Linked DNA regions of Mus musculus: all the other regions are linked to region 2. A link is a contact called in public HiCAR-type, HiChIP or PLAC-seq and promoter capture Hi-C data. All regions are on one chromosome and are shown on one strand. Each heading gives the region's core, a stretch centred on a gene start, on an enhancer-like site or on the middle of the called end of the contact. The rest is flanking DNA. Distances are from core to core; before and after follow the strand shown.

Region 1 (3,969 bases), core at 205-2,704, 1.8 Mb before region 2:
GGGTTATCTATGATGGTGCATGCCTACAACCGTATCTGAGGGATTGGTTGGTACGAAGAGTTCAATGTCAGTTTTAGCCATTTGGTCTCAAAATACTTTTTGTGTGTATAATTGCGTCACCTAAAGCAACTGCTTCAATTTCAGGTCTCTTGGTCCATCGTCATCATATGCCATCCAGGGTACCATGGGGATGCAGCAACTGTATCCCTGTACTTCTTAGATATACTCTTGTTTGTTCGTTTTGTTTGTTTCTTCGTTTTGGATTTTTGAGACAGGGTTTCTCTGTGTAGCCCTGGCTGTCCTGGAGCTCACTTTGTAGACCAGGCTGGCCTCGAACTCAGAAATCCACCTGCCTCTGCCTCCCGAGTGCTGAGATTAAAGGCGTGCGTGTGCCACCACCCCGGGCTTAGATATACTCTTAAGAGGTTTATTATTGAGTGAATATAGCCACTTACTTTGAACAAAAGGACTGTTGAATTCTCTATCACTTTAAATGGCTAACCAAAACATGCCTACTTCTTTGACTTACTTATAAGACTAACTTTCTTACATTGTAACATATTTATACCACTGAAACAATCCCTGCATTGATCATGGTATTTGTTGTTGGATCCTATTTGATGACATTTTATTTAGGATTAAAACAATATGTCATCTTTGTCAGGTTTTATCAACATGCTTTGTGAGATATTAAACAGTAAAATGCTCTATTTTAAAGGCAAAGATTTTGGGCCCATAAATTATTACGTGACACACCAACCTCACACTTTTTTCTGGCCTTCCACATCTAGTCCTAACTTCATTTTCTTTTCTCTTTAAGCCCAGCCCATTGTTATAATAAGTTCACAGACTGTTGTTTAGCCTAAGCTGAACTTTCAGCCTCAGGAACCGTGAACTTGCTCAAGACAAAGAGGGGATCAAGCCCGCCTCTTCCAAAAAGCCCTTTGTGGATCCTGTGACCCAGCTTGCAGTTACACTGCTAAGGCCTTCATTATCTGACCCACTTTTTAAAGTCATTTGGAAAGAAACCACATGGTCAAGAGGTAAAAGAAGCCCTGTGGAATGAAGAGATGGATTTGAGTCATCTCTAATCATATGGCCCAAGGCAAATTACCCAAATCTCCATTGTCTTCCCCTAAACTGATGTGTGTGTATATATATATATATATAAACACATACATATATATGTGTATATATTTATTATATATAGCACAATGTTTTAATGTATGTATATAATGTGAGGGCAAAGATCAAGCAAGAGGAGGAGGGATGGAGGCTACGATGTTTGAGGCTAACTTGGGCTAATACAGAGCCCCTGTTTCAAAGCCATAACATTATCTCTTCTCTTAGGACTTTCTAGTGCACACTGCTCATAACTGTAGCCACTATGTAGCATAGCAGCCTTCTTTCTGAGCTTGCTCCTCCTAACTGAAATTTGATCACTAGCCCCACAGGCTCCCTTCTCCCTAGTCCCAGTAACCACCTCTCTACTTTCTGTTGGTGCGACTTGACTTTTTCAGTGCTCCTTAATGAGATCCGTAAGTATTTGTGCTGTATGTCTACTTTGCTTAACATCCTCCAGGTTCATTCCAGATCGTCCCAGGTGACAGGATTTCCTTCATTTTAAAGTCGGACAGCTCTCTGGGCCCTCAAACAAGAGACAATGAGGTGGGCCTCCTGGATGGAGTTGCTAAGACTGGACTAGCGCGCACAGAATGCAATTAGCCTCTTATTTCGCAGCAAGCAGGAAAACCAGCGCCTTTGAATGTAAGACCTAAAACCAGAGAGACACAGCTTCCCCGAAATCGGGGCACTAAGCTAGAAAGCGGGGTCCAGCACAGGGTCCCCAGAGAGGCCAGGGTCGCCGATCCCGGCCGAGGAGGGAGGCGGGGCGCAGCGCGCAGCCCCCTCCCTTCTCTTTGTCCCCTTCCCCTTCCCTCGCTCCCTTGAACTCTCTCCTCCTCCTCTGGTTTCTCTTCTCGCTCCCGCGGCCCCCTCCTCCCCGCACGGCTGAACTCGAGCTCAGCCCGCCAGGCCGGGCCGCTTCAGGGGGAGGCGCCAAGTGTCTGCTGTTCTTGGCCCCGGGCGAGCAGTCCCCGCTGCCGGGGAGCGGAAAGGACGCGCGGCGCGGAGGTAAGCCTGCGTGTGGGCGGCAGGCGCGGGTGGGCGGGCGAGTCCCGGGGGCGAAGGCCAGGCGGAGGCCTCACCCTGCGCCCGGCCCGGTGCGCAGCCGCTGCGGGGGCAGGGCGCAGCGCCAACCCACCCGGGCCGGGGCCCGGCGCGCACGCGCGAGCCCGTGGACCAGGTCGCTGGGGTAGCTCTGGGTTCACGTCCCTTCCCGGGCCCTGGGACCGCGTAGCGGTGCGCATGCGCGCAGGCCCAGCCCGGGGTCCGTTTTGTGCGTCGCCCCGAGGCCACGGCTGTGGGGTTCCCGCTTCCAGTTGGGGGAACCCCTGCCCCTGGTGTCTCCAACCCTCCCGTGCACGCGGCGCGAGCTAGCGGTGACGTTTCCAGGACTTTCCGCTCTTTCCCGCCCGCAGCCGCCTCGCCGACCCCATGGCGGCACACGCTTTAGGCCTTTGGTCCCCGAAGTGGAGGGATGGCTGGGAAGGCCTGGCTGTCCTAAGGGTTTTCAGTCCTTTGGGCGTTGCTGAGGCCGGAAGTGGAGGAGTTTAGAGGTGAAAAACTTTTCCCGATGCCCCTTCTTGGCGGCGATGGAACTTCCGCCTGAGTTGAAGCTAGGCTTCCAGCCGCCTTTTTGCCTTTCTTTACAAGGTAAAGATTTAACTCGGACTGTAGCAGAGGACACCGAGGTGCTGCTCCCTTGCACACCCTGAGATTGCCCTGGCTGCACGGACTAAGCTTGGCCACATTGGGCCACTTGACGAGTTTGTTGTGACAATCAGAGAGATTTAATAAATGTGGCCACGTTGGGAAAGGGAACAAAGAGAGGTTCAGTGACCCAGGACCCCTTAGAGGCCCTAACTTGAAGTTTAGGTTTAAATCGTGAGCAAGGGGTGTATGTGCAGAGTTGGCCTGGTCCAGGTTTGGTCCGGCCTGTCACTGACCCATCCTGTCTCGTCTCGGCTTCAGTCACAATTCCTTGGAGTCCAAAGCCTGATACCTGAACGGAGAGGCGAACATGTTTCTCTTTAGAATTATCTTCCATCCTGATAGAACGGTTTTGGCGATTAAAGCCGAGTAAAAGAGACCGAGTTCACAGTCCTGTGGAACTTGGTTCTTTAGTGCATTCATGTGATGGTCACTGTTTAACGGTCATTGAGTCCGCTCTGTATTCGCACCTTCCTAGTAAAATCTGTCACCGTATTGGACAATGGCATGCAGGTAAGTCAGTTTCCAGGGCTACTATGGAGACTAGCAATGCCATAACTTCTGTGCTCTCTAGTCACGTGGTTATGAGTTAAACCGAAAAATCCCGATACTTTCAACTCTTACCTATACACTGGGAAGAGCAGTGACACCTGTCACAGTGGCAGTGCTGTAGGACTCAGGATGGAGCATCGAAGTATTCCCTCCTAAAAGGACTTTCCATTCACCACAGAAAATGAAGAAGTCAGAATCTTTCATATAGGAAAAACTAAGCAAATAACCTCTGCAGGTGTGCTCAGAAAAACTACGTAGCCAACTTTCCGTATCCTTATATTCTGCAACCGTGGATTCAACAAATCTTGAATTGGAAATATTAAGAAAGACCCTTGACTGGACATATAGAATTTGGGGGAGGGGGATTATTATTAACAATAAAATACATCAGCGTTTTAAATTTAGTTTTTTCTTTTAAGACGTGTACTTCACTGGCTCCGACTGGCCTGAACAATGTGTCAGGGTAGCCCAGGTTGGCCTGGGATTGAAGAGCAGCTTCAGCTTCTCCAGTATTGAGGTCACAGGCACCAAGCCTGGAAGGATAGCAACCACCCACACTAGTGTTAGTCCTAGGGCTGGCTGGAA
Region 2 (3,906 bases), core at 657-3,156:
GCCTGCTACTGAATAGCGCGAACACGTTAGCATGGGGCATTCTGATTCTCCATTCTGCAGTACACAGCCATTCTAACTATGGCAGATGGGAAGGAAAACATGGGGTGACTTTTTAAGGTTAATGATTCAGGCGACTCTTAGAATAACTTCTACTTGAGAAGCTGTAACTATGAGGTCCTATCAAGAGCCTCTCCAGCTGTTGAAAACTGAGTTCTGGAATTTCCCCTCTGCTTACCCATTCCTGACAATCCTTAAACCCAAATATCACCGTTTAATGACTCCAGAGGAGTGCTTCTAGCCTCCAATGGACTCAGAACTCCATCTAAATTTTCAATTGGTCTCCTGATTAAATGTTTATGGAATTAACCAGAAACCTAGCCTCCGAAAGCCACAGCTGGCTCCCCTGCCCCGCCCCCTAGTCTTCCTTTATAAGTAGCTGAAGGACCCCATCTGAAAGCCAAGCCATTCAGAAGCCTAAGAGACCTGATGCAAGTCGGAAGAGACAACGACAGTCGTGAGGTCTAGGCAATGGCACAAAAGTGGGGCACCCACTGCCCTGGGAAACGCTAGGCGCTCGCTGGGGTACAAATCGTCCCGCAAAGAACAGAACAGGATATGGTCGGAAACTTAAGTCAGATCTGCACGGATTCCCAAGGCCCCAACCCTCTTCCACCACCCTCCTTCCTGTTTATGGGTCCACTCCCACAACTCCGACTACTAAAGGGAAAGCAGACATCTCCAAAATATGTCAACACATGACACAACTTGAAGAAGCAGGCTGCTCTGTGGCGCGGGTTACAACTTGCCGGGCTCACACTGGCAAACAGGCTCACTTTAATTACTTTTCATTTACTATGCCACGCTTCCCCTCCAGGGCCCCCGCAAAGACCGGGGTTAGTGAGAACCGGGGAGCCCCGGTGGAGGGAACCAAAATGTGTGGGCGGAGAGCCAGACACCAGCCTCTGCTCGCACAGGCGCAGAACCAAGGTTGGCACCGCCTCTCTGGCTGCAGCAAGCCACGGTCGCGCGGCGCGGAGGCCGGGGCCCCGACACTACGCGGAGAGGACAGGGCTAGCCGACGGCCGGCCACCTTTGTCTGGCCTTCCCCACCCACCAGGACGCAGAATGCTTCCATGTAGAGGTCCACGACTTGGTTCGTGTTCTGGACTTGCTCGCGGTCGCCCGAGATGCCCCCACTTCCCGCGCGCCAGGAACAGCTCCTAGGCGCATCCCTGCGCTCCTGCACCACGGTCGCAGGTCGCCGGGGCCAGGAGGACCACCGTGCCCGCTACAACCACCGTGCTCGTTGCAGAACCCGCTCCTGCCGAGCCAATCTAGTAACACATTCGGGCCCGGCGGGAAGGAGCGACAGCCCGGCTCGCACACGCGTGGCCAGCCCCGGCCTTGTCTCACCTGCCCGAACCGTGTCCGAGAGGTCATGTCCCGGGGCCGTAGTCCTGGGAAACTCCTTCAGCTTCCTGGCGCTCAGGTTCAAGCCCCCAGAGTTGGCCGCCTCCTCCAGCGCGCGCTCCAAACCACGGTTCAAGGGCAGGTTGAAGCCGGTGCCGCCGGTGCCTCCGTGGTGCTGGTGGTGTTGGTGGTGTTGGTGGTGCTGGTGGAGATGCGGGTGCAGGGCGGTTACCGAGAGAGCGGGCGCGAAAGCTTGGGGTTCGCTTCCCGGCGTCGCCATCTTCTCCCGGTCCCCCGCCCCGCCGCTCCTGCGCGGGGTCACAGGTTTCCCCGGCGGTCCCGAGTCCCCGCAGCGCTCCCTCGAAAGCCGCGGGACTGCGGGAGGGGCGGCAAGCGGCGCAGAGGTGGAGGCAGCAGTTCGATCGCCAAGGTTTCCAGCCGGGGGAGCCAAGGGCTGCGGCGGCGGCAGCGACGGCAGCGGTGGCGCGCCTGTGTCTGCTCGTGCTCGCGCCCCCGCCCGCCGCTCCTCCTCCGCAGCTTGTTGGCGCTCCACCCCCGAAGCTGGCTGGAACTGGATGCACATTCTGGGTGACTTTCTCTCCAGCCCGACCCCTTGTAGTTTACACATCTGCGGGCCAGGGTATTTTGTCGGTTTCGTTTTTGTCTTCTGGGATTTTTTTTAAGCCGTTTATGAAAACCCAGGCGAGGCGGGAGACAAGATTTGGAATACAAGGTCACAGGGAGGAGAGTGGTTCTGGTTGATTGATCCAGAGTTGCCCCCAAAAGCAGTTTTTCCACTGTGGGTTTACCCTCACGGACGCCCCCTGGCATTTAGGTGCTTACCATACAAAATCTCTCACTAAATCCAGGAAATCTGTGAGTGGAAAAATTGCTTCCTTCAGCGAGAGGAAGTTAAAGCGAGCCGCGATCACCCCTGCAGAATTCGAACACGCAGCCCACAGTCACCAAAATTTTGCACCTTCACTACAGACCACAGGAACAAGAAAGACTTCAGGGCAAATAGACAAATCTATAGAGGAAGGGCTTTGAGAAAGGGTAATTTTTATGATAAAATACCCAAATTATTACTCCAAGCGTTAGAACGCCAAAGACCTAGTGATCACAAAGGTCATATCTTAAACCTAAGCCTAGGTACTATGAAATGTTCCGGGTGCGCCACCTTCTTATTCATGTGAGGCATGGGAACTGAACTGTCTGATTGCAAACAAATCTTCTGCCATGGGTTGACCTACAGTGGGCGCCTGAGCCAGGCCTTGCACCCCATGGAAGAGCCAGAGGACCTGTGTCACCTAAAGCCACCCAGCTGGAAGACTGATAAAGCCTCCATTCCCTTCCCACACCTTAACAGCCTGGGACCCAAAGCTTGATAGTCTCTATGGAGTGACTCGGCTTGGAGAAATGAGGCTGGAGTGAAGTATGGACATGATACAACTTTATCATACATACTACAGTAATGCAGATCTGTGATAGTCTAGGCAGCCGCGTGGACCTAATGACTTCTTGGGCTCAGCACTAAGTATGACATGATCTATGTCACTTGCATGGACTTCGCTACAGGGCTACCCCTTAATTCCTGAGATTCCAGGCTGAGAGCAAATCCTACTTATTCCGGAAGAAACAGGCGCCACCTAGTGGTGTGCCGCCCTCACCCCCCACCACCTTCCTCCTCTCTGGCTCCACTTCCTTCAAGTCTCTATGATTTCATAAACTGTGCCTTAAGCTTAGTTTTGTTTTCACCCTGTTCTGTAGGCGGTCTCTTCGATCTGTTGCTTCCTTTGTGGTGTAGAAGCATTTTCATTTCATTCAATCTTGCTTGACAGTTTTTGTAATCATTTCCTGTGAGCTTAGGGCTCTTTTCAGAGAATCCTTCCCAATTCCTGCATCATGGAGGGTTTTTTCCTGTTTTCCTTTGACCATTTAAGGTTTTTGAGTGTTATATTAAGTGCTTTGATCCATTTTGAATTGATCTTTGGGCAGGGCAAGATACAGAGATCCAGTTTAATTCTTCCACATGCAGAATCTAGCTTTCCCAGCGCGATGTGCCAGAGACCTTCTTTTCTCTGGTGTGTGCTTTGGGTACCTAGTGAGGTAGCCTTAGGTGCAGCTGCACTGATTCATTCCTGAATCTTCTGCTCCTTTGAGTTACGTGGTTTTGTGGCAACACCATGCTGTGTTTCTTCCTGCAGTTCTGTGATACTTAGAATCTTCTATTGCCATTCCTCCAGCCATTACCTTTTTTGTTCAGTATTGTTTTGACTACCCAGCATCATTTGAAATTTAGGTTGTCAATATCTAGGATGTTAAAAGAATGACAGAAAAATATTAAACACCCAAGAAATCTATCCAGTCAACAAATGGGCAGATGAAATGAACAGACACTTCTCAAAAGATAAAGTACAAATAATTTAAAAAAAAAAAAGATGCAAAATATGTTCAGAGTCCTTAACCAGGGGGAGCTGTAATCAAAACTGCAAT
Region 3 (3,580 bases), core at 978-3,477, 1.4 Mb before region 2:
AGGTTTTTGGTTTTTGTCTCTTTTTGAGATTGTGTCTCTACATAGACCTAGCTAGCCTGGAACTTTCTATGTAAACCAGTGACCTCAAACTCCCAGAGATCTTTCTGTCTCTCCCTACTATTCCCCAAGTGCTGGGGTTAAAGTCACCTTCTTAGCTCCAACACAGGAACTTTCGAGGTCATAGACACAAAGAGAATCCGATTCTCTTCATATGGCAATGATACTCTAACCATGCTTCTCTGAAGAATAATACGTTATTGTATCTGATTCTCTTACTTTCATTCTTTTCAGGCTCCATATTCCTCGGCTCCGAATCATGAGTCATATCCACCTCTCCTTTCATTAATATGGTAACATAATGGTAATTCTCCTTCTCAACAAAAGAATTTACCACGGAGGCAAAGCACACATTTTTCAGGTGAAGCCCAGCTTCTTCCCAGGTTTCTCTCTGAGCGCATTCTTCCCAGGTCTCACTGGAAAAAGAAACACAGCCTGCTTAGTGTACACATGAGGTGAGAGTCCTGGTAGGAAAATTATGGTATACAGTAAAAGCAATGGTAATTAGTTTATGCTTTAGACTGATTAAAAAAAAATCTTCCATCTTGACATTATGCATATTCTATATTTAGTGATTTGAAGACCCAAAGAGCTTTAGGTTATGCAAAAATTAACACTTAACAACAGCATTAATTCCTAGGTCTGGAGATAGACTTAGGCAGCAAGGGTGCAGTTTAGTGTGTCAGGTAAGAACCCAGGCTTTCTCTGGGTGGTGGTGGTACACGCCTTTAGTCCGAGTACTTTAGAGGCAGAGCCTGGTGAACCTCTGTGAGTTTGAGGCCAGATTGGTCTACAGAGGGAATTCCAGGACATCCAAGACTGTACAGAGAAACCCTATTTCTAAAAACAAAAACAAAACCCAACAAAAACCACTCCCCAAAACCCAAAACAAAACCAACCAACCAAACAAACAAACAACAATAAAAAACAACCCAACAACAACAAAACCCAGGCTTCTGAGTCAACTGTACCCAGGAAAAAAAGAAACATTAATTAATGTTCCTTTCGGGTTGTGTTTTGAAAGTGCATTAAATGCCTTCCTTATGCTTCAAAATTCCAGTTTAAGCCTAAAAATTGAGGCAATTAGGCAACAGAGAAAGAGATGATTAGCATTAAGGGGCATGCAACACTTGTACTTCCAGGCCACATAGGAAAGTACAGGTTACCATCAAGAGGAAGGAAGTTGTCAGCCTGGTAATGTTTCCCTGTCATGGAGAGCCAGTGAGAGGCTCCTCCATCCAGTGAATCCATCACGCCATAATCCCAACACTCAGAAAACTGAGGCAGGCAGATCTCGGTCTCTTATAACTAAATAAGCCTATTAGATAATAGTGACCCAGATAATTACATAATAGGAAGTCTCAGATTTCCTTTGAAATTGTCTACAGAATCAAGTATGGTGCTTGTTAGATAAGGCGTAGGAAGGCTTGAAGCTTTACCTTCCAAGTGTTTTATAACACTACATTATTTTATATTACTATACAAGACTAAAGGAAATCACACCGAATCTGGATGTCTTAGATACTTTTATTGTATTTTAAGGCACACTCTCGGATTAGAACACATTTTTGAGCAGAGCCAGGGTTTCTTCACGATTGCACAGAAACTGACTTAGCTACCCTTCCCCCTTTGTGGGACTGACACATCCACATCGCAGAAGCGGCGGGGCCAGCCTCACAAAACTCTGATATATTTAAATCTCATGGGGCAAAAGGAAAAGTCCCAGTTAACATCCACTTTCTCTGTAAACACTAAGAAATACAAACGACTTCCACTTGCAGCCAGGAGAGGGCAGAGCGAGGACTAACGGGGCCCGGGTACTGGCACAGCACCCCCTCCTGGCTGGATCCCGGAGGACACCGGGGCCGTAGAGAGCTCGCGGAACTCAACTGCGCACTGAAGCGCGTCACACGGACCGAGAATGGCGTGCGGACTAGTGATATTCCCGAAGCTTCCGCTTCCCGGAGGTCGTCCTGCTCACCCGAATTCCAAATGGCCCCCAGGAAGCTGGAAACTGCCGGCTCCAAACGATCCTTTCCTTTTCCCCAGAAGGACGCAGCGAGGATGCTCGCAGCTCAGCACCACCACGCCGACCCCAACTCCTGGCCGCCGCCTCGGCTCTGCGTTAGCGGCCATAGCATTTGGCTGACCCCGGAAGTGACGTTGAAGCTGTACGGGAACCGGCAGGAGCCTCGCTGATTGCTCGCTGAGTGTTGTGTCTCACGAATCACCTGTCGCCTGGTGCATAGATCATGCAGAAACAACCATATAAATAACTAACATAAGAGTACTGAAAGATGATTTGGGGAAGTAAATGAGACTAATTAAGTTTCTTTAGGATAAATTCATATTTTAGAGAAAAACAAATTATAGTAGATAAAAATATACATCAACTAAAACTGAAATATGAAAAGAAAAACTTGGGGAAATCAGCTGTAACAAGATTGACATCTTAAATCTTTGGACGGGTGGGTTTACTTTAAAAGTATTACTTTATTTCTACTAATGTGTGCATAATTTTAGAAACCCAATAGTACAAAACTGCCCAAGGACAGACACTATCCCTTTTAGCCCTGCTTCCAGAGACAGCTTTAACTCTTTGAAATGTTAGTTTTTATATTTCCACACATATATCTGAGTGTATACTTAATTTGTATCCTAAGTAATTGTCTTAGTGAGGGTTTCCGTTGCTGTGAAGAGACATTATGACCAAGGCAACTCTTATAAAGGACAACATTTAATTGGTGCTTGCTTGTAGGTCCAGAGGTTCAGTCCATTATAATCAATGCAGGAAGCATGGCAGCATCCAGGCAGTCGTGGCACTGGAGGAGGTAAGAGTTGTATATCTTGTTCTAAATTCAAACAGGAAAAGATTCAAACAGCAACTGGGAGAAGTATCTCAAAGCCCATCTCCCACAGCGACACACTTCCTCCAAAAAGGCCACAACCACTCCAACAAGGACACACCTCCCTGGGCCAAGCATATTTAAACTACCATAGTAATCCATTAGAAAGTTTCAGTATCCATTAGGTATGCTTAGCAAAGTCCTAAGTTTTGCCAATCAACGAATGTGCAAATGAATAGACAGTTTAAAACGAGAAACAAAAATAATAACTATTTTTAAAAGTGTTGACTATCTCCATTGAGGAATTGAGATGCCATCTGTACTGGCTGGTTTTGGGTGTCAACTTGACACAGGCTGGAGTTATCACAGAGAAAGGAGCTTCAGTTGGGGAAGTGACTCCATGAGATCCAGCTGTGGGGCATTTTCTCAGTTGGTGATCAAGGCATGAGGGCCCACCATGGGTGGTGTCATCTCTGGGCTGGTAGTCTTGGGTTCTATAAGAAAGCAACTTGAGCAAGCCAGTAAGAAAGATCCCTCCATGGCCTCTGCATCAGCTCCTGCTTCCTGACCTGCTTGAGTTCCTGTCCTGACTTCCTGTAGTGATGAACAGCAATTTGGAAGTGTAAGCTGAATAAACCCTTTCCTCCCCAACTTGCTTCTTGGCCATGCTGTTTGTG
Region 4 (3,546 bases), core at 569-3,068, 1.6 Mb before region 2:
ATGACATCATTGATGCTTGCTTAGCGTGGGAGGAGTTATAGTTTTAGAATTTAAAGACCATATACCTATATAATATCAGTGAGAATGTATATTTGAAGCTGGGCATGGCTGTGCACACCTGTAATCCCAGTACTTGGGGAGGAAAATGAAGGAAGGGCAGAGTTCAAGGCCTATCTGGGCTTGAGGAGACTCAAGGTGTCTCCACAAACAAGATATAGAGTTGTTGTGATTGGGTGCTTGACTATGGGTCTATTCTAGATTAAAATGTGCATCCGGACAAAAGAGATATGATAATTTGCTATGACAATTTTTACCTGTGAATTCTAAACATGTTTTCAAGACCAAGAGTGTTTGTACTAGGTTCAGGAAAACAATACTAAAACCAGAACCCTTAATCCTTTTAGGGAATCAGCTCTCTCATCTCAGGGGAAGACAGTCATTTAAAAAAATCAACATGATGTTTGCTTTTAGCTGGAACGTTTCCAGAAAACATGTCCAAACAGCCCAGACTGCTATTATATATCCAAAAATTTTATAGGGTATTAGTGGCCTGTTTCTTTACAGTAATTTTCATTAGATCATTAAAAAACAAACAAACAAAAACAAAAACTCTCCTTACTACTTGTACCATGGACACAAACGACTGATTTTAAGTCAAAACTAAAATTACCCAAGTGACAATAGGTATTAAAAAGTGTTAGTGAAAAACGAAGCAGCACCCGCTGTTAGTATTCATAGGTATCAAATGTCAGAAGCCCTAAAAAGGCAAAAAGAAAACTTAGGCAAAAATTATATTTATATTTAAAAGAATATTACTGTACATCACTTTTAAAAATTGAATCCAGTGACAGCATCACTCAGTGCTAACCGGGGATGTGGTAACACAAAGGTTACCTATTTTGTAGGGATGGGAGCAAATTCCTATGTTTTGGTTCCAGTTTCACTTATTCAGAAGTACCCACAAAGAGGCTGATAAAAGTCAACTGTTGGGTTACATGGGAACAGCCACAATAGCAATTACTTTCACCTGGAATATTTGTTACAATAATAAAATCACCAGCCAGAAACTACTCCCAGTATACTGTTGTCTTCTCTCTCCAGACCCCAAGGTGTTCACCTGCCAACACCGAAGGCCATTTGTAGGCAAGGGAGTTTGTAAAAGAAAAGGGCTTTTAAAAAATGAAGATGCTTACAGTTGCTGGACTTAGTCCAAGTGCTGTTCAGCCTAGAAACGAAAGTAGGAAACAACAGAGGTTTAGGCTTGTTATGATGTCAGCCATTTTAGGCACAGTATTTATACTGGAAAAAAAGTGCCAAACTCGGTGGTGGCGGTGCCTGTCGCTGCAGGTTCCCGGGCTACCAAGCCAAGTGCAAAGCCGCGGGACCTCGTACACCTGTGCAACTGTCCCCTCGGGGGTCGCCAGGGCCAGGACCCCGCCCCGCTCGCTGCACACACACACACCACGGTACCCGGGAGCGGAGGACCGTCCGGGAAACCGTCCCCGCCGCCGGGACCCCGCCCGCGACCCCAGCCAGGACCTTGCAATCCACCGCCACGGCATCCGGAGGGACGATGAGCGCCTCCTCGCTGCTCTTGGGCTCGTCCTTCTTGGCCTCCTTCTGGGCCAGCGCCGAGTTGAACGTCACCTTCACCATGGTGCGGCCTGGGGCGCCCTAGGCGGCGACGGCGAAGGCTGGGGTCGCGGCTGGCAGGATCCCGGCTGCGAAGGCAGCCTTGTCGGCCGAGCTCAGGGCACGACTCTGCAGCGGAGGAGCGGACTGCGCGACAGCAGCAGCGGCTCAGTGCAGCGCGGTTTCCGGCCTCGCAGCTGGGGCGCGGGCGCAGGGCGGGGGCCCGGAGGGGCGGGGCCTTGAGCGGGGCGGGGCCTGGCTTCACGCCAGACCCTCCCTGGTTCCCCCCACCCCCACCCAGGACTCAGCGGGAATCTGGCCAGGCTTTGTGGAGGGCGCGCCTGGTTGAGCTAGGACTTGTTGCCCCTCTGGGCTGCCTGGATTTTCCGGTTCTGAATTTGCTTCCAACTAGTTCTCCTCAGGGGCCCAGTGTTGCAAGTTGATAAGAAAATGGGGTGAACTCTGTCGGTTGGCTACGTAGGATAAGTTAACTTCTGGTAGCACCAAATTCTCTTTGATTGTGAGCCCAAAGGCCATGGAATTTTTGTGTGAGAAAAACAAACAAACAAACCCAAAAGCTCCGTTTAATCATTTATTAGTAAGCGACTTAGTAGAGCATAGGAATATTTGAAGCACTGTGTCCTAGTGTCCTGGTGATCTGACTTATCTCCCACAGACCTCACCCTAAGGTGTTGCCTGGTTGACTAAGCTGGTCTTTTCTTCCTCCCTCAGAGGTCAGTTCCTGCCCAGCCTAATCTCAAGCCAATGACCAGGAACCCTCTTCATCCATTTGTATTCCTAAAATTCTAAACTGGTAAAACAAAATGTACCAACCGAGCTCATTTGTATAAGCAAGCCAAAACAAAACAAAACAAAAAACCATATTTGCCTTAGGCCAATCTGTGATTTGTGACAACGTACTTAGGACAAGTTCTTATTTTTCTTCAAAATAAAAAATTCTCCTTTTTTGAAGAGGTTTTTGCTTCTGGTTGACAGAAGACATTGGCCCACACACTGGGTTTACAGCCATGTCTCCAGATGGTCCTTTGGTCAAATGACTGATCCTGTAGCCTTCTCCATATCCTCTCCTTGTCCACCTACAGGAGTGTCTGTTGGCCAGAAGGATTCTGCTGTGTGAGCTCTGGCCTAGGCCAACCTTGAAGACAGCAGTTGAGACCAGAGTTCTTGAGCCCCTGGCTCTATTCAAGGAGGGAATTATCTTTATTTCTTTTTATTTTTAAATATTTAATTTTTATGCCTATGATTTTTTTTTTTTTTTTTTTTTTTTTTTTTTGCCTACATGTACCTGTGCCTAAGGAAGTCAGAAAAATGAGTCAAGTCCCGTGGAACTGGGGTTACAAATGGTTGAGAACCGCCATGCGGTTGCTGGGAACCAAGCCTTGGGTCTTCTGGAAGAGCAACAAATGCTTTTAACTGCCGAGCCGTCTCTCCATTCCCATATTTCTATTTTTGCCTCTGGGACTGAGTAGGACTCCGTTTCATGAAAGAGAAGGTGAGGGGGTGGATGGTTTTATAAATAGAGAAAAAAAAAGTAAGCAGAGGAAAGCAGATTGTCATTCCAGAGTCACACTGGAAGCCAAGACAAGAAAGCAGAACAGCGGAACCATAGCTCACTGGTTAGTACTAAGGTCACACAGTGTCAGATAAACAACTGCTGATAGTTGAGTCAATAGAGTAGATGTATGAGTTGGTCGGTCCTGAAAGAGGTTATTCCTACTACAGATGAGTTTTAATAGGCATCAAATAGTATGGTATATTAAAAACAAAACAAAAAACCCAGACCCTTACGGGGAAGAAAACTTCCCCTTTAAAACCAGGAGAGACACTTCCTCAATGGTGAGAGTAAAAAAATAAGAGAAGGTTGAGCTGCCTTGAGAGGGATGGTGGGGAGCA
Region 5 (3,990 bases), core at 231-2,730, 1.8 Mb before region 2:
AGCAATTACACATACCTTCATAATGCAAGTGTCAATTAATTATGTGGAGAAAAATAGAAAATAGTGTGAAGTCATTATAATTTGAGTAATGACGGCCTTGTTACACTGTGATACATTTGTTAGTTCCTCTTGTGGGACCTTCTTTAAAAGGTTCTCCTTTTTCTCTTACAGAGCACACTTCTAAGAAAAGCTTGCATTGCACAATTTGTTTTCAATTTCTTTCGCCTAAATAGGGGCTGGGGTAAAGTAACCCGCAAATGCAAGCTGCAGAGTCAGTATTTATAAAGCATCTCAAAGGGCCTCTTACCCTTGTCATAATAGAGCAGGTCAGGAACCCAAAGAGGAAGTAAAACAAAGACAAGGAAAGATGATCTTTTAAAATTGGAATATGCAATTTCCCATGCTCTCATTATCACTGTTTGCTGTGATAGCAGGATTTTTTTTTTCATGAGTTGTTACTGCCTGTGACCCAAGTAAAGGGGAAACATTCATTTATCAGTCTTTATTTCTGAATAAAATACTGTGGGCTAAATGTCTTTCTGCCTTTGCAGCCCTGAGTTGGTTTTCCGTTTCTGTCCAGGACCTGCAACTGTGTATCAGAGCTCCTCACCAGCACCTTTGTTTCAAGAGACCCAAAAGCAAACAGTGTGTATTGCTCGGCTTCTTGGTGAGTCACGCAGCTTATTAAAAGCATAGCAAGGCAAGCAAGGATGACTAATGAAACAAATACAAGAAGGTTTCTTGTTTTGTTTTGTTTTAATTAAAGAAAGTTTACTTGGCCCGATGTTAAGGTTCCTTTGGCTATACTTCTTACCAGTTTAAACGCTTGTATTTAAATATGATAATTACCTTTAAGCAATTAAAGCAATTCCAGTTTAGATACAAAGCAATCTGATACAAAGCTGAAGAGACAGCTCAGTCAGTCAAAAGTACAAAAGAGAAAGCTGACTTAGATCCCCAGAACCCATATTTAAGAAGGGGAAAACATTGGCTTGGTGGTCCATAGTGCTGGAGGTGGAGGGCAGATCTCTGGAGTTCAGTGGCCAGGAAGCCCAGCCTACTTAGTGAGTTCCAGGCCATTCAGAGACCCTATCTCAAATAAAAAGGAGGACAAAGCCAATGGTGGTCCTTTGGCCACCTCCATGTACGCGCGCGCGCACACACACATACACACACACACACACACACACCGAAGAATAGAATTGATAAATGAACAGAGACTAAAGGCATGAATACGTCTTGCTCAACTGTGGATCTGGAACCTGGGGATCGTTAGAACAGACAGGAATTTCAGAAATTTCATATACCAATCCGTATTTATTTATTTATTTATTTATTCATTTATTAACTAATAGAACGGAAACCACACCTGCAATCTCTCAGGCCACCTGAACAGGAAGCCACACGTCTGAATAAGTACTTCTGTTCCTACATCCTCTTCTCACATCTCGAGGGTGAGGAGTCTGAGGTTTCCTCCTCGGAGCTCAGTGCTTCCTGCAGATAACGTGCTAGATCTCCCATCAGCACGCACTGCCTTTTCTGCATGGATAACACTCAGCAAGAAGATGCCGATTAACCCAAACTCTGCTTGCAGTGGGTAACTTTCTAGCTTATCACCATCAGAGAGGGTTTGCTTAGAACAGCACAGTTATGTCCCAGAGGTCTGAGGCCATTTCCACGAACACTGGCTGGCTGGGCACCGAGGTCAGTGTCTGTCTAGATACATTTCCTGCAAGTTCTTTAACTCTGTCTCGTGATGTCAAAAACATCAGAGTAGCTGTGGTCCAATTGCTGCTTAAAGAGTCTGTAAATCCATAGATTTGGATGTTAATCTGGCTCGAGATCTGAGACACACAGTAACAATAACCTGAAAATAAAATCATGACTGTGTATTTATAGTGATTTTTACATATTTTTAGGTTAAATGTTACCATAAACAATGGAATCTACAAAAACAAAACAAAACAAAAAACCAACAGCACCATTTAAGGTTGGATTTCAAAGTCTTCAAGAAAGGAATAAACCAGGACAGTCATGGTTACTCTTTCGAGTCATCATTACACTTAAAATTCGACACAGTTCACCAAGTGAATCCTGGCTGATGAGGTGACTGTCTTACACTGTGAAGGCCCTGCATCCACTTGAAGAGAACAGCATCCAAAGGGGAACCGCACTTTACGGAGCCACCACAATGCTCCAGACACTGGAAGGGAACCCAGGGAGAGAGTCTTCCTGTGTGATTTCAGAGGCAGTAACAGGCTGGGTATTTCAGGGGACAAATAAGTAGAAACAACAAGATAACATTGAACCAAGAGACACTTCAGGATACGCTAAGGAGAAGCATGCTCATTAAACGTCTCAGGCTAATCACCGCTGCATTGCACCACCTAATGTTGTTGGGGCTATTAGAATTAATAATCATAATCATCATTTATTATGAGGGCAGCGTAGAGGGCAGTTTTGCAGCAGTGGGGAGATGAACAGATAGACTTGAAAGCAAATCTCCCCCGAGTCCTAGGATGCAGAGCAGACCAGCTCCAGGAACAAAGGTTTTAACTACTTCATTATTGTAAAATTACCACCTGACCACATGGAAGGCAAGGGTTTTCTTCCCAGCTCAGTTCCTGTAATTGAAGGAGATGACACTGATATATACAGCTGACTCTGGCGACTAGAACCAGGAGTATGTGCCAGTTGGGAGCTCAGACATACTAATATAGTTTTCTTTTTCAGAAGTAATCCCCCCAAACAAATTTATCTTGTCATTGTGCTAGTCAAAAAAATAAGACAAAAACAAGGTAAGACTATAAAATAGAACTTCAGGAAAAAATAAAAAGTCCCATCAATAATAACTTAAGACAGTTTGTTAATTCAACCTTTTACTGATATAATTGTAGATTCCTGTGCAGATACAAAAAATAATATAGATGATTCTTTCTATCAGTTTTCCTATGTTGCAAAACAGCCTACGATTATGAACAAAAATTAGCATTGATTCAATTCAACCCGAATGCCTTATACATATCTCCCTGGTTCAACATGTTTTAATGTTTGCATGCTTCATTCTGTACGGTTTTGCTACACATGTGTGTCTAAAACATTTTTATTTTTAAGCCCAAATTACCAACACCATACAGACTATATTGACCAATGTACATAAAAACAGAAATTTAAGACGAGCCTGAAATGGAGGGAAAAAAAACCCAACAACATAATTTGAGATATTCTAAACCTGAATGGGATTATATTAACTTAGCATTGTAAAATTCATGAGCTTTATAGATGATAATATAGGAAATTTTTTTAGATTTAAATGCCCACATTTGGCTGGAGAGATGGCTCAGTAGTGAAGAGCAATGACAGCTCTTCCAGAGGTCCTGAGTTCAATTCTCAGCAACCACATGGTGGCTCACAACCATCTGTAATGCTATCCAGTGCCCTCTTCTGGTGTGTCTGAGGACAGCTAAGGTGTACTCATATCTAAAAGTAAATAAGTAAACCTTAAATGTCTACAATTGGGCTAAACACATTTATTTCTCAGGGTTCCCATCCCGACTGGCTCACTCAATCACAGAAGTGGCCAAGTCCCAGTATCAGCCATGTGCAAGCTGGAGTTCCAGAGAGGGGCTGAACAGTATGGTTTCAATGCAGCCGAGATGCCCGGGAACTGACTGGGCAAGTCTCATACTGAACACATAGGCCTTAGGACTGAGAGTGTTCTTGTCCAACATAACAAGAAAACAGATGCCCCAGCTCAACTGGAAAGCACAGATCCGCCAGCCTGCCATCGTTTTCGTTTTATTCAGCTCTGAACTGATTGAATTCTGCCCTGACTTGGTGATGGCAGATATTTACTCAGTCTACTGTCTGAAATGTGAATATCTTCCAGGAATATACTCACAAATATAACCAGAAACCATAGGTACCATCAGTGCAGTCAAGGAAAATATGCAGGCCTCCCAAGGGCACAAAAGCAGAGGCCCTCAGGCT
Region 6 (3,567 bases), core at 448-2,947, 1.4 Mb before region 2:
CTAAAACTGTCTCTCTCATACTGGCTTGTTAAAGCTCTGCCTCCCCATTGGAAAGTCAGCTGTAGAGGGTGGGGATCATTTGGCTCATCTCCCATTGTGTCAGCAGGGTCTCTGGCTGTGTCCTCGGGATCACAGCTACTCCCTGCCTGTGCTGGGGGTTTAAACAAGCAGACGGGCCTGGGCTCAGACCTGTGCACATGCTTTTGGTCTGTCTGAACGCTCTTGCTTACTCTCTCACTCTCTATGTCATACCACTGTTTACAGTTTCCAAAGAGAAATGCAGAGCAGGAAATTATCCAGCCTAACATCTATCAACAGAGGCTCCAGAGTGGTTTGTTCGCCCCGCCCAGGAGATTTCCCAGGACCCTTCTCTCTACCTTTGCCTTTGACCCTTTCTCCTGATGATTCAGGCCGAGACAGCTCTGATGGCTGCCTTTCTTGCCTTGCATTTCTTGGGGCCACCTTGAACCTACTCAGGCTCCTGGCAGGACCTGCCATACAGGAACCCAAACATATCCATTATCACCCAAAATAGGCAGGATAGGTCAGAGTTTTAGACTCTTTGGACTTTGGCCATTTCGTAGTCCTTGGTGATAGAGCCTGGATAGACTCTTCACTTTTTCTGAGAATCTAAAGTTTCTGATCAGCACCCTAGAACAACCTAAGCCAAAAAGCTTTTTTTTTTTTTTTTTTTTGCAAACATTTAAATATGCATGTGTCAGAATTCTCTCTTGTGAAACGATATTTGCACCTCCTAACTTCATCCCTTTTCATCTTGAACCTTGCATCCACTGCTCTGTGAGTTCGATATACATCCATAGGGAAAAGCCGCTGACACTTCTAGAATTCACTTGTGCCAACGCTCTTTGAAATTGTAAGGATTTTTTGTTTGTTTTTTTTTTTGTTTGTTTGTTTGAGAAGCATCTCAGTGGTTTGGCCGGAGCCTGAGAAATAGCTCTGCAGTGATTTGCACAACACACTGGTATGTCGGGAGTGTGCACACGCAGATCCTGGAAGTGGATTGCCTGAGCAGCCGGCAGATGAAGCGTTTTGCCCTTGTCTGCTTGAGAACAGATAAAAAGCCTGGATCAGACAGAGTGAAATGTGGCCATTTGGCAAGGGCTTTCCAGGGAGAAGAAAAGGTCTGGCAACCAGCAGCCTTTGAAGCTTCAGATCTCCTAGGAGAGAGAATTGAGTGCCTGTAATTAGAAATTTTATATCAGGTATTAGATTCACAAAATGGGCAGGGAATGTTCTGGAAGCCTGACTTCTGAGGACAGGGAGTCACTGTATGCATGTCTGCATTGGGACTGCCCAAAGGGAATAACTTATTGGGGGAGGGGGGGGGTGAGAACTAGACCTGGCAGCTGTCCAGCAAGACGAAGAGCAACATGTTATCCAAGAAGAGGCCGGGGGCCAAGCCCCAGAGGCTCTGAAAGGACAAAGAGCCCACTGTTCCACAGAAACAAGGACCAAGAGGCCTCCTTTAACCTCGTTGCTTTTACTCAAACATTTAGCAGTAAATTCACCTTTGTGCCTTTAATGATACAAATCTGGGCAGAGAGTGCACCTTTGGGTGCATCTGACAGTTAATGGAAATTTGGAAATCACAATGCATTTTTCGGGAAGACACAATGGACGGCAATGTGGGGGTCTCGGGGTGGATACAGTTCTGCACTTGCTGGCACTAAGCTATGTTTATCTCCAAGCCTTTGTGGGTAGAGTACAGTGACTCATTTGTGCACAGGGCCATATAGTTCTTTCTGGATTGTGATAAACATTCAGACCCAAGGTTAAGGAAATTCGAGGCAAACTGTGCCAATATAACTATATTGTTTAAGCTCATCAAATGCTTCAGGAATTAAATCAAATTACTATGCATTTATCAAGCATCTGTCTTACCACGTGAGGGCTCACGGGCAAAAGCAAACTGGTTTGAAATGCAAGGAAACGGAAAACAAAGAGATTACAGCCAATCTTTTCTGAATTGTCTTCCCAGAGTGAAAGACAGGATGCTCACGAACTTACCAACAGCTGAAGGAAACGTTTCTGGGAACTCTCACACATAGCACAGCCAAAGCAAATATTTTGATCGGGAAGAAAACAAAGGTTGAAATGAATGTAAAACTGACCTTCACAGAAGATTCGAGATGAGTCTCGTGATGACAAAAAATGCTAAGCATGTCCTTAGGTGTAGGACAAACTGTTCAAAGGTTAAAGGGCCGGGGCAGCATATCGGAAGACCAATTTAAACATCTTAGTCTGTGGAAAACAAGTTCTGTGTAATTTCTTTTTGTGGTGCTGAGGGTTAGACCCAGAGTCTCCCATGTAGTAGGCAAGCACACCACCTCTGTACTGCTGCCCTAGCTCCACAGCCTCTTTTCTTGAGGGTCTCATTAGATCTCCCAGGCAGGCATGAACTTGCTATAGATATGTCTCAGAATATAGAGTTTCGTTAGGTCTTAAATTTCCAGCCTTCCGACTCAGCCTCGCAAGTCCGAGTTAGCCATGCTGGGATAATTGTTCTTCTTTCTTTCTCTTTAAATCTTTGTTTCCTCTCCATTCCCATTTTAACTCCCTCTTCTGTCCTCCCTCGCTTGCTTCCTCCTTCTTTTCCTCTTCCTTCTTCCCCCATTCTTTTCTTTTTCTTTTTCCCTCTTTTCCGTCATCCTTCTGTGTCTTAACATTAGGAAGAAAAGAGCAAAAATAATTATTCTGTTGAAAGCCATGAGTTAGAATTTGGCCAAGGCAATTCAGATGGCAGTGAACTACATTTGTACTAGGTAATTGACTGTACTTTAGCAACATTAATTTGTTGACTGATGGCTGCTAAGAGCAATTAGTCTCTACCATGGGTCCTTAAATTCAGAAGGTTCTTGAAGACACTGAGCCAGTAGAGACCATCTCCAATCACTCTGTGCTACCATCAGAGAATACCTTAGGCTGGATTGCCATAATAAACAGAAATGCGATACCCTTGAAGGTGGGAAGGCCAAGACGTAGGAGCCACATCTGGCAAGGCTCTTTTTGCTACACATTTAAATGAAGAAGTTGATGACTCCCACATTTGAAGTTAGAGATTTGCCACAGGCCTGGTGCCAGCTGGATTTACACAGTGGTGAGTACCAGGACAGCGAGGCTGTACAGTAAGATGTTTTCTTAAAGACAAACAAGAAAGGATGATGGTGGAGTGCTCTGTCTCTTTGGCTGAGTTATCTCTTTCTCTGGTCCTCTCTGTTCCATTCTCTAACACTAAACCCAGGGCACTTCTACCTTAATGCTTTCTGTCTTTACCCTCCCTAAGTATTTTCTCTGTGTGTCTGTGTCTGTCTGTCTCCCCCATTCCCCTTCTCTCTCTCTCTCTCTCTCTCTCTCTCTCTCTCTCTCTCTCTCTCTCTCTCTCTCTGTGTGTGTGTGTGTGTGTGTGTGTGTGTGTGTGTGCATTTGTGAGCATTCACTCAGAGGCCAGAAGAGGATGCAGGTATCTTCCTTTATTGGCTTTACCTGTGCAGCCTGGTGTTTGCATAGAGGGGGCCATTCCTACTACAGGGGTTCATCCCTGGGTAA
Region 7 (3,866 bases), core at 566-3,065, 1.6 Mb before region 2:
CATAAGAAAATCCATCTAATATGAATTTTAATAGACTTAGACAAGCAATTTCCAAAATTATTTCAGTCTCTTAGGATTTGACCTGAACTCTGTTAAGAGTCTGGGTCTCACAAAGAGCCTTGATTGATGCTCAATGAGAAGAAAGGAGCTTGATAGCCCATCAGGGCTACAATCCCAGAACTTGGGAGGCAGAGGCAGTAAAACAGAGAGCTTAAGGCAAGCCTGGGTTACAGAGTCAGAGTAATTAAAAACAACAAAAACACCCCCTCCCAAAAAAACAAAAACAACAACAACAACAAAAACTCGAGAACTTAATGATGGGCTAGAAATTGAAGGACCGTGAGAGACAAAAACAACTCCCATCTACAATGGATCTATACTCTCAAAACTAGTGCTGACAATAACAACAATCATATTGTTTCAATTTCTGTTACTTAATCACACAGTAGCACAGTCAAGAAAAAAAATGTTGAAATACAATAAATATCTCTCTGTTGTTCTTATTGGATCCACATGAACTTAAGTTTAGATTCCACTTAATAAATGGAGAGAAAAGTTCTTTGAGAGAACACAGTACCAAACACAAGACCAAAAAAGAAAAAAGGGAGGGGGAGGCACCAGAATCCGTGAATGCTCAAAGGCAAAAGGCAAGAAATAATGAAGCATGCTGCGGGCCAATCAGCACGCAAGAAGAGTTCTACCCTGAAAAAAAAGGGGAACAAAGTTTAGAAACTTCCAAGCCCTTGCATTTAAATGTCTCCTGAAACTTTTGCCCACATACCAGTTCTTCTAAGAGTTCTGCTCCATCAGTCTCCACAGATGGCTTTAAATCCCCCCGGGCCTCAAAGCATTGTTCTAAAGAAACCCCCACAAAGCCCGGGAGCTGAGGACCCCGTGAGCAATTGACACCCACGACCCTGCGCTTTGCCTACAAGGCTTTTCTTGGCCTCTCCCAGGACCAAGCTGCCGATGCAGCGCAAGCTCAGAGAGGGCAAGGCTCCCAACTGTTGCATCGCAGGACGACTGCAAAAGAGAAAGTCAACCCACCCCGGGGGTGCTTCGGATCTCCACGGAGAAAAAAGGGAGGAAGAAAGAAAACAAACACCGGTCGAGTTTTTTTTTTCTTTTTTTAAATATTTATTTCAATTGTTTTTGCATCTGACCGGGGCTCTCCGGGACCCGCCGGCTCCGCGCCTGGGCGTCGCTGGAGTAGAGCCTGCACCTGTCACTTCGCTCGGGAGCAGGAGCCCCACCCGCCCGACACCTGTCAAGCCGCAGCCCAGACCCCTTCGGGATGCCCTCCCCGTCGCCCGCGAGCCCGGGACCGTGTCAGCGCGCCGCCGCCACCCCCGCAGAGATGGGGGACCAAGGGGACCCCGGAGACCCGGGGCGCCGCTCCTACCGCCAGCCCGGCCCCGCCGAGATGCGCCCGCCCGGCGTCCCCGCCGGGATGCACCCGGCGTCCCCGCTCCCTTCCCTTCCCTTCTCTCCGGCCCGCGGCGGCCGCGCTCCTCACCTGGCCAGGGGCAGCTCTTCGGGGCCGCTGTCCTGCGCGGGGTCGTCCTCCCGAGGCGGCGGCGGCGGCGGTGGCGGGGGCTCGGCGGCCGCGGCTCTGCGCGGGGCTTTGGGCGGCATGACGCGCAGCGCGGGCCGGCGCGAGCAGCCGAGGGAGGCGCGCGGGGAGGCGGGCGGGCGCGCGCGCACGCCGGGCACGCCCCGTCCTCACCCGACTCCCGTTACAAAAATAATGGGAACGTCCCCCGAGGAAAACCGGACGCGCCCGGCAACCGAGCGCCCGGGCCAACCGCGGGAAAACGTCACTTCCGCCCGCGGCGTCACGTCCGCGAGGCTCGCGGGCCGCGGGCGTCAGTGGGGAACCGGGGCGGCGGTGGCGGCGGCGGCGGGCAAGGGCGAGGGCGAGGGCGAGGGCGCGGGCGGGAAGCCGCGGGGAAGCCGCGCCTGCCCGGGCCTGTCTCCGCCCGCGTCGTCCCCGTGGGCGGCGCCAGCCGAGGCGGGGCCGGCCCGCTGCGAGGAGCCGCGGCCTCTGGGAGAACGCTGGACAGGGCGCGCCCCTCGCCCGGCCCGCGCGGCCGGCAAAACAAAAACAAACGTGCCGGGCCAGTGGGAGGTGGGCTCGGCCCGGGTGGGCGGTCCAGGGTGGGGCCATTGGTGGCCTTCTGGAGACAAGGGAAGATGGGCGATGCACGCACAGACTATAGTCTTTTGATGGGGAAACAGGAGGCGCGGTCCGAGCGGGACAGATCTTAGCGGGAAAGTAGCTTTTGAAAACCAGTTTGCCAGGCGGACCCGACTTTGAAAAATCGCTTACAAACGCGTTTGAGACGAAAGCAGAAAACCAGTTGGCCGTGTTCATGCGCACGATCCGGCCTCCTTTCATAATGGTTTCTCCGAGACAGCCGGTCAAACTGGGAAGGTCGGCATTCCACTTTTGCGGGTTGGAAGTGGGGAGTTCGGGGAGCCAATTTGCCCGCGTCACATAGCAGGTCCCTGGCAGAGGACTCGAACCCAAGTAATATTTGTCTGACCATGTCGCCGACGCACAGACACCGGAAAAGAGCATACTTTATACTAGAACTACCTACCGCCACCAAAAGCTGGCTCAGCAATGGTAGCTTTTCTAGTTACGTTTTACCTGTCAGTCAACATAATTTTCTCCCTTTGTCAGTCCTTATTCATACAACTCACTAATTGAAGTGCTGTGAATAAAATACAGTTGTTGTTCTGGTGTAAACTATCTTGGAACAGCTGAGCAAGGACTGAGGAATCGAGAACTTAATTGGGTAGGTTGCAAGCCTGGGCTTATTTTCTGCCTTGATGTCAGATGAGTGAAGGATACATGGGCCTCCTTCAATTTTCAGACTTGCCTAACTTCAGAAGCCTTCTAGAGACCAAATGTTTGTCAGGAGGTAGAGCCCCAGGCCCTGATGCAGCCACGGAGAATGAATGGAATTAAAATAGCACTTGAGTTCACTTTGTCCCAGATTTAGGCAAGAGCTCAGGCTACATACAGTCTAGGTTTGGTGAAGATAAAAGATAGACTGTGGGAGCCTGATCAAATAATATACAGAAATGATACAGTCCTGCCTCATAATTATCAGAGAATGTGACACTTGGCCAATTGATGCCACCTTGGTATTTGTGGCAAGCTACTCTTAAGTTTGAGACAGAATGGCAAAGGAACTTGGGTCCTCAGACGCGTAACAGAGCTGGTGACCGGTCATCTCTGCTGGTACTGACCTCAAATCAGCTGATGGTCAGCTATTTGTGTCAGAAGTCATTGTAACATGTTTCCCCCATAAGCCCCTTTCAACACACAGATCAAAGTTGAGCCTGACCTGGTAGCTCAGGCCCATAATGCTCAGAGCCTAAGGCAAGAAAATCCCAAGTTTAAGACAGGCTTTGGCTATAGAGTGAGTTGAACTCCAACCCGGGCAACTTAGTAAGACTCTGTTTTATAATAAAAAGTGAAAAGTCTGGGATATAACTTAATAGTAAAATGCTTACCTAGCATGTGAGGAACAGTGATTCCAATACTCAGGGACAAAGAGAGAGAGGCAGAGGCAGAGACAGAGAGAGACATCATTACAGCCTTAGAATCTAATAAGGCATTGGCCACATGAGAACACAGGACAGCCAAGGAAAGGCTGGGGACTTACATTAGCTCTGCATGTGTAGATATGACTTGTTTTATTTGAACCTAGTTCATCAATACGATTGCAAATGAGTTTTTTTTTTTCAATTCTTGATCATGAATGTAAAAACCTGTTTCAAAAAATAAATAAATAAATGGGGCAGCGCTGGGAATGTAGCCCAGGAGAGGGGGTGTGTGCGGAGGGGATTTGGTG

Evidence for each region. Promoter capture Hi-C pulls out the DNA fragments that hold promoters and counts their contacts. HiCAR-type assays count read pairs that join an accessible place to other places. HiChIP or PLAC-seq counts read pairs in DNA pulled down with a chosen protein or histone mark.
Region 1: a contact with region 2 is called in an H3K27ac HiChIP or PLAC-seq map of embryonic stem cells, with 4 times the contacts expected there. The contact joins the promoter of Rcbtb2 here to the promoter of Lrch1 in region 2. A contact is called at or near these places in 1 of 39 promoter capture datasets (liver) and 2 of 115 datasets of contacts at active chromatin or transcription factors (astrocytes and embryonic stem cells).
Region 3: a contact with region 2 is called in a HiCAR-type map of astrocytes, with 5 times the contacts expected there. The contact joins the promoter of Nudt15 here to the promoter of Lrch1 in region 2. A contact is called at or near these places in 3 of 39 promoter capture datasets (the C10 cell line, cranial neural crest and maxillary cranial neural crest), 1 of 484 Hi-C or Micro-C datasets (embryonic stem cells) and 3 of 115 datasets of contacts at active chromatin or transcription factors (astrocytes, neural progenitor cells and stem cell-derived neural progenitor cells).
Region 4: a promoter capture Hi-C map of stem cell-derived epiblast-like cells shows a contact between it and region 2, with 3 times the contacts expected there. The contact joins the promoter of Itm2b here to the promoter of Lrch1 in region 2. A contact is called at or near these places in 7 of 39 promoter capture datasets (the 3T3-L1 cell line, cranial neural crest, embryonic stem cells and 3 more), 1 of 484 Hi-C or Micro-C datasets (B cells), 6 of 115 datasets of contacts at active chromatin or transcription factors (astrocytes, embryonic forebrain, embryonic stem cells and 2 more) and 2 of 9 other capture datasets (adipose tissue and embryonic stem cells).
Region 5: an H3K4me3 HiChIP or PLAC-seq map of pro-B cells shows a contact between it and region 2, with 5 times the contacts expected there. The contact joins the enhancer-like site here to the promoter of Lrch1 in region 2. A contact is called at or near these places in 3 of 39 promoter capture datasets (the C10 cell line, liver and pre-B cells) and 2 of 115 datasets of contacts at active chromatin or transcription factors (astrocytes and pro-B cells).
Region 6: a HiCAR-type map of astrocytes shows a contact between it and region 2, with 5 times the contacts expected there. The contact joins the enhancer-like site here to the promoter of Lrch1 in region 2. A contact is called at or near these places in 7 of 39 promoter capture datasets (3T3-L1-derived adipocytes, the C10 cell line, cranial neural crest and 4 more), 1 of 484 Hi-C or Micro-C datasets (embryonic stem cells), 4 of 115 datasets of contacts at active chromatin or transcription factors (astrocytes, embryonic forebrain, embryonic stem cells and 1 more) and 1 of 9 other capture datasets (embryonic stem cells).
Region 7: a promoter capture Hi-C map of stem cell-derived epiblast-like cells shows a contact between it and region 2, with 3 times the contacts expected there. The contact joins the promoter of Rb1 here to the promoter of Lrch1 in region 2. A contact is called at or near these places in 6 of 39 promoter capture datasets (the C10 cell line, cranial neural crest, liver and 2 more), 1 of 484 Hi-C or Micro-C datasets (embryonic stem cells) and 3 of 115 datasets of contacts at active chromatin or transcription factors (astrocytes, large pre-B cells and pro-B cells).

What each region holds. Positions count from the first base shown.
Region 1 is chr14:73,141,056-73,145,024 of GRCm38.p6, forward strand. It overlaps Rcbtb2 (regulator of chromosome condensation (RCC1) and BTB (POZ) domain containing protein 2), which reads left to right and starts at 1,455. Exons shown (of 15, transcript NM_001170694.1): 1 at 1,455-1,538.
Region 2 is chr14:74,945,971-74,949,876 of GRCm38.p6, forward strand. Lrch1 (leucine-rich repeats and calponin homology (CH) domain containing 1) reads right to left here and starts at 1,907. Exons shown (of 19, transcript NM_001252132.1): 1 at 1,414-1,907. The coding sequence starts at 1,690.
Region 3 is chr14:73,523,022-73,526,601 of GRCm38.p6, forward strand. Nudt15 (nudix (nucleoside diphosphate linked moiety X)-type motif 15) reads right to left here and starts at 2,228. Exons shown (of 3, transcript NM_001360484.1): 1 at 2,039-2,228; 2 at 277-473. The coding sequence starts at 2,193. It overlaps Gm41209 (a long non-coding RNA gene), which reads left to right and starts at 2,281. Exons shown (of 3, transcript XR_874819.2): 1 at 2,281-2,525; 2 at 2,816-2,888.
Region 4 is chr14:73,383,471-73,387,016 of GRCm38.p6, forward strand. Itm2b (integral membrane protein 2B) reads right to left here and starts at 1,819. Exons shown (of 6, transcript NM_008410.3): 1 at 1,540-1,819. The coding sequence starts at 1,656.
Region 5 is chr14:73,122,466-73,126,455 of GRCm38.p6, forward strand. No RefSeq gene overlaps it. Among named protein-coding and RNA genes, the nearest start is that of Rcbtb2, 18 kb to the right of the region's middle. Within about 2 kb of position 1,481, at least 146 of the 459 cell types and tissues checked have an H3K27ac peak or open chromatin away from gene starts, as enhancers often do. A contact at or near this core is called in pre-B cells and pro-B cells, where this site is marked.
Region 6 is chr14:73,501,699-73,505,265 of GRCm38.p6, forward strand. No RefSeq gene overlaps it. Among named protein-coding and RNA genes, the nearest start is that of Med4, 6.6 kb to the right of the region's middle. Within about 2 kb of position 1,698, at least 78 of the 459 cell types and tissues checked have an H3K27ac peak or open chromatin away from gene starts, as enhancers often do. A contact at or near this core is called in astrocytes, embryonic forebrain and forebrain, where this site is marked.
Region 7 is chr14:73,324,007-73,327,872 of GRCm38.p6, forward strand. Rb1 (RB transcriptional corepressor 1) reads right to left here and starts at 1,816. Exons shown (of 27, transcript NM_009029.3): 1 at 1,517-1,816. The coding sequence starts at 1,635.